Linked DNA regions of Mus musculus: region 1 is linked to region 2. Evidence: chromatin contacts called from public HiChIP or PLAC-seq data. All regions are on one chromosome and are shown on one strand. Each heading gives the region's core, a stretch centred on a gene start, on an enhancer-like site or on the middle of the called end of the contact. The rest is flanking DNA. Distances are from core to core; before and after follow the strand shown.

Region 1 (2,700 bases), core at 65-2,564, 910 kb before region 2:
AGAGCCAGTCTTCTGAAGGAAGTTGAGGGAAGCAAGTTGTTTCAGCGCAGCAGTGTCTTTCCAAACCTGACACCTGAAGCAGCGCGCTAGCCCGGGGACTTAGCCAAGGTCCAACAGCTGTGCCCCAAATCCCTCTCCAACCAGAGGCTGCTCCCCAAATCTCTTTCCAACCCATCGTTTCTGCCCTTGTTTTCTCCTTGAGAGTCATTCGCCAGTCACAGGGAGAACAGTCAGTGGGAGATTTGGGCCATCCCATAGTGCTCTTACAACTTTATGGTTTACAGAGGATTCTCACACCTCTCCTTCCCCAGATCTGTCCTCTGTCGTACTTGAGTGGCAAAAAGGGCATGGCTGTCATTGATGTTGAAGGAAACAGATTGGAAACTAGTGACTTTTGAAGACACACCTAGTTTGCCTCGCTAAACCAGAAACCCTGTTTTGGGCAAGCTGACTGGCCATTGAGCTCTCTAGATCTGTTCGTTCCTGCCCCAATTCCCCGCCCCTCCCAATGCTGGAAATACAGGCACATGGAGCTGTGTCCATCTAGGGGTTCAAACCTGGGTCCTCATGCTTATCGAGCAAGCCCTCTTCCATGCTGAGCCATTCCCATCCCCTGCTCCCAAAGTTAACTTTCAGTGTGGGTCCAGTTAAGAGCAGGGCTGGAAACTATAGCTTGCTCAGGTGGTGACAGCCAGGTGCCAGCCAGGTGCACACAAAGCCCTGGGAACATTGTAGCACACACCTAATCGCAGTACCCAGGACATAGATACAGGAGGATTCTTGGTTAATAGGGAGTCTGTGGCCAGCCTAGTATATGTGAGACCGTGGCTCAAAACTGTTGTTGGTAGACAGCAAGGCAAAGAGTAGGAAGTTTAAGGTTCCCAAAGTCAAGTTTTAAGAAACTCTGGTAAAGCAGGAAGATGTAACAAAACTATTGACAAAATAATTGCAAGCCTGAGTCTGCCTAAGCAACGGAACGCTGAACTGTTCACCTTCTCCTCCGCCTCTGTAGAGTGGGGTATGGAATTCCTCCCCGCCTTAAGTCACATTAGAATGGTGCGAAAGTGTGTTGAGGCTTCGAAGGAATTGGTTGTGCTAGTGTCTGTCTATCCAGGCCCTACCTTCTCTTTGCCGAGAAACCCAATTACTAAGTACAGTTGAGCTTACTGCCCACACATTCTGAAGTGGGGAGGACAGAAGGCCTGGAGAATCCCTGCAATCATTCTGGGAACAAGTCCTAGCGCATGTCACTGTTTGCTCTGTCATCCCAATTCAATGACCTCATATGAGGAAGGGCGGAGCCGAGGGAGCTGTCCTCCAGATACCTAAAGAGGCTCCTGACATACTGTTTTCATTGGCAGGGAGCAGGCCCAGGGTTGGTGTTTGAAGTCTGAGCTAATCTTGGAAAAGAAGAACAGTACCTCCCACAGCTGGCCAGGCTTCTGGGGGAGCTGTCCCAAGCTGCCCCAGAGAGTGCTGGTGTGGGCACTGGAGTCCAGGACACACTGCCATGGCCCCATGTTCTCATCAGCCACCGCACTCCCTGAGTGAGGACATGCCATCATTGAGGCATCCAGGGCCTGGGGCTGGGACAGCTCCTAAATTGATTGTTATGGGATTACTGGCCTGGATTGGCAGAGGGTGCAGTAATCTCGGGAGCTGGAGAGCGTCACTGACCTCAAGCATCTATCCTTGAGGTTGCCTCCTGTGGACCTGGTCTTTTAGGGAAACAAGTCAGGCATGTGTCAAAAGGCCGGGTAGGACCTCTCAGTGTCCCTTCACCACAAGGACTCCTCTTATCCATCCTTTGAATACTTAACAATGTGTTCAGTTGGTTGAGATGCATGGCTGTGATTTTTAGTTGTTTTTTTTTTTTTTTTTAAAGACAGTCTTGCTATGTAGCTCAGGCTAGCCTTGAACCCTCAGTTTTCCTCCTTCAGTCTGGAGTGCTAGGATTACAGTTAAACCTGCTTAAACTAAGGTTTGAATAAAGGATTTTTTTTTGGTCCCCAAATTGAACGTATCAATCTTTAATTTCTAGTCTTTTGGTGATAAAATACCCTCATAGCTACAAATAATCATTTCAGATCAACTGAGATACCTAACATCACTATGCTGGGTTAATATCCTAGTCAGAAAAAAAGAAACTTGACATTTTTAACTGTCCTGTTAATCCTGGTTGGACTTTGAAAAGAAATATTTTTAATAGCCGGCCAACTACAAGGAAGACAGTTGGATTTAGAGGTGACAGCTGGACTTTGAAGGATAAAGCCAGAATTCATAAGCAGAGAGGAAGAGAAAGCTGCTACAGAGAGAGTGGGATGCCCAGGTCGCATTCCGACATCTGCATCCCGAGACTGACCAGTTAGATGGGGCTGTGGCTTGAATGCAGTGGTTTAGAGCCAGGCTCTGGAGTGGAACTAACGAGGGTGGAGATGAGAACCGGAAATCTTACGGTTGAATGTCCCAATCTTTCCACATCATAGTCTGGAGAAATAGAGGCAGGAAATCCCATGGCAGCCCCTTTGGTTCCCATGGGCAAGAGAGGGAAAGAATATATTGAAGGATAAACCAAAAACTGCCCAGAGCCAGCCAGAAACCTGTCTCCCACCCTGGCAGCCCCACCCTTTAGCTCCAAGAGAAATCATTTATTTTGTATGATTTTTAAAAATTGGCTCATCTCATAAATGTTCCAGAGTT
Region 2 (2,700 bases), core at 189-2,688:
CTTCCATGGCCTCTCACAGTGCCAAGCCTCAGCTGCTCTGCTCAACTCCTTCATGCCTTCAAAACCAGTACCACCTGGGTGACCCTTACACATTACCAAGTCCAGCCACAGCACAAGGTACAACTTTGGCTATATCTGGAACAAAGCCACTGTGCTCTCAGAAAACACTTCCCAGAAGATGTCACCTCAATGATGCTGGTCTCTTCTTAATCACCGCTAATTTCTTAGCTCCAGCTAACCAGCATCAATAGTCCCAGTAATGCAAAGTTTTTGCTTTTGTAGTTCTGGTATCTTGTTAATCACAGCTGATTCTTCAGCCCCAGCTAACCAGAACTACAGAATCTTCACAATCAAAACAGCAATGGCCTTGAAAAGAGTCTTTAATTTTCCCTTTGAAATTTCACAAACCAGACCTCCATCTTCTGCAGTGTTCTCAACATTATCTTCCAAGCTCCTACACAATATCCGACAGAGCTCTTAACAAAGGATGGATCTTCAAGCCCAAAGTTCCAAAGTCCTCCCTCAGTCCTCCCCAAAACATGGCCAGGTTGTCACAGGAATACCCCACTATGCTGATACCAATTTGTCTTAGTCAGGGTTTCTATTCCTGCACAAACATCATGACCAAGAAGCAAGTTGGGGAGGAAAGGGTTTATTTGGCTTACACTTCCATACTGCTGTTCATCACCAAAGGAAGTCGGGACTGGAACTCAAGCAGGTCAGGGAGCAGGAGCTGATGCAGAGGCCATGGAGGGATGTTCTTTACTGGCTTGCCTCCCCTGGCTTGCTCATCCTGCTCTCTTATAGAACCCAAGACTGCCAGCCCAGAGATGGTCCCACCCACAAGGGGCCTTTCCCCCTTGATCACTAATTGAGAAAATGCCTTACAGTTGGATCTCATGGAGGCGTTTCCTCAACTGAAGCTCCTTTCTCTGTGATAACTCCAGCTGTGTCAAGTTGACACAAGTTGCCAGTACAGCAAGAAAGCATAATGATAAAATATAGGACCAAAGCAAAACTGACACCAAGCAGGATAGACTCCAAGTTCTGTATCTGTGTCTGATGTCAAAAGTGTTCTTCAGATGTCCAGTTCCTTTCAGTTTTGTTGACTGCAACACACCTCTCTCCTGGACTAGTTCCACAATCTGATAACAACTCTCCTTGGCAGGTATCCCATGACTCTGACCTCCAGCATCTTGGGTTCTTCAACACTGTCCAGGCTTCACTCACACCTTCATGCAGTCTATACTTGAAGTCTTTGAAGTCTCCTCTGCAATGACATTATTCCAAAACTCTTTAATTAGCCTCAGGCAGATGCTTAGGACAGGGGCAAAAAGTTGCTACATTCTTTGCCAAGTTATCACAAGAATGTTCTCTGGGTCAGCTGATAAAACTCTTGTGCTGTGCTGACATCATTCAAATTAGCATACTTGGGTGTGTGGTATAGTTAACCATTACTATCTTTCAGGCTCCTACTAGAATGTTAAGCCCCACCTTTCAACTGCTTTCCTAATCCATATCCTAAAAGTCTGCTTCTACCAACAAGCGGCCGGTCAAGCTTGTCACAGCAATACCACTCCTGGTAACAACTTCTTAGTTATTCTCCCCTTGCTGTGTGAGACCCCAGTGACCAAGACAACTTTTTTTTTCTCCCTCTAGACAGGGTTTCTCTTTGTAGCCTGGCTGTCCTGGGACTCTCTGTAAACCGTGCCGGCCTGGAACTCACTATTCACCTGCCTGTGGTTCCCAAGTGCTGGGATTAAAGGCATGCACTATCATGCCTGACTGCAAGGCAACTTTTATAAAAGAAAGCATTTAATTGTGGGCTTGTTTACAGTTTGAGAGGTTTACTCCAAGGTCATTATGGTAGGAAGCAGATAGCATGGTGCTAGAGCAGCAGCTGCGTGGTGGTGGGGTGGGCACAGTGGACTGAGAACTGAGCTTGGGCTTTTGGAACTTGAAAGCACAGCCCTAGCGACTTGCCTTCTCCAACAAGGACACACCTCCAATCCTTTCCTAATAGTTCATCAGCTGGGGACTAAGCATGCAAGGATTTGAGCCCTATAGGGCACATTCTCATTCAAACCACCATGGATTAGAAAAGGATTCAAACTTTTATAGCAAATGATTGGCCTTAAAATTAAAAAAAAAAACTGTAAACTTATTTAATAATATACAAAGTCAGTATACAAAATTAATTCCTATATATATTACAATTACATAATATCACATAGTGGGAAACTAAAACATTTATACTAGTCTTCTCAAAATCAGCTTGATGAAAAATACTCAAGACTGCCATAGTAAATGCTTCAAGAGGAAAATAAACCTTGTTGAGGAAAACAACCAAAGCTTGTAACATAGCCCAGCAAGTAAAGGCACACACAGGCATGCACACAAGAGAAATTAAATAAAAGAATAAATGGCTAATAAAAGGCAAGGGAAGGTCATGGGTTAGAAGAAGACTTAAAATTAAGACATCAGTTCTACTAGACTCAGTTCATTTCACAAATATCCCACAAGCCCTACAGATTTGGGGGTCAAACAAACACAGGCCAATTTTAAAACTTTGGGAAACATAAAGATCTAGATTACCCTAAGAATGTTAAAGATCAGAATTGAAGTGTTCTTAATCCATGTATTGAGGCTTTACAAAAAACTATGATGGTGTGATGATGTAAAGAGACTCAGGCACTAAGA

What was found. HiChIP or PLAC-seq counts read pairs in DNA pulled down with a chosen protein or histone mark.
Region 1: an H3K27ac HiChIP or PLAC-seq map of cardiomyocytes shows a contact between it and region 2, with 8 times the contacts expected there. The contact joins two enhancer-like sites. A contact is called at or near these places in 6 of 39 promoter capture datasets (the 3T3-L1 cell line, 3T3-L1-derived adipocytes, hippocampal neurons and 2 more), 9 of 484 Hi-C or Micro-C datasets (adipose-derived mesenchymal stem cells, cardiomyocytes, cortical neurons and 4 more) and 9 of 115 datasets of contacts at active chromatin or transcription factors (SST interneurons, cardiomyocytes, embryonic basal ganglia and 6 more).

What each region holds. Positions count from the first base shown.
Region 1 is chr5:31,563,832-31,566,531 of GRCm38.p6, forward strand. No RefSeq gene overlaps it. Among named protein-coding and RNA genes, the nearest start is that of AI839979, 6.2 kb to the right of the region's middle. Within about 2 kb of position 1,315, at least 72 of the 459 cell types and tissues checked have an H3K27ac peak or open chromatin away from gene starts, as enhancers often do. A contact at or near this core is called in cardiomyocytes, heart atrium and uterus, where this site is marked.
Region 2 is chr5:32,471,248-32,473,947 of GRCm38.p6, forward strand. The region is part of intron 1 of Ppp1cb (protein phosphatase 1 catalytic subunit beta); the gene reads left to right. Among named protein-coding and RNA genes, the nearest start is that of Ppp1cb, 14 kb to the left of the region's middle. Within about 2 kb of position 1,439, at least 69 of the 459 cell types and tissues checked have an H3K27ac peak or open chromatin away from gene starts, as enhancers often do. A contact at or near this core is called in cardiomyocytes, heart atrium and uterus, where this site is marked.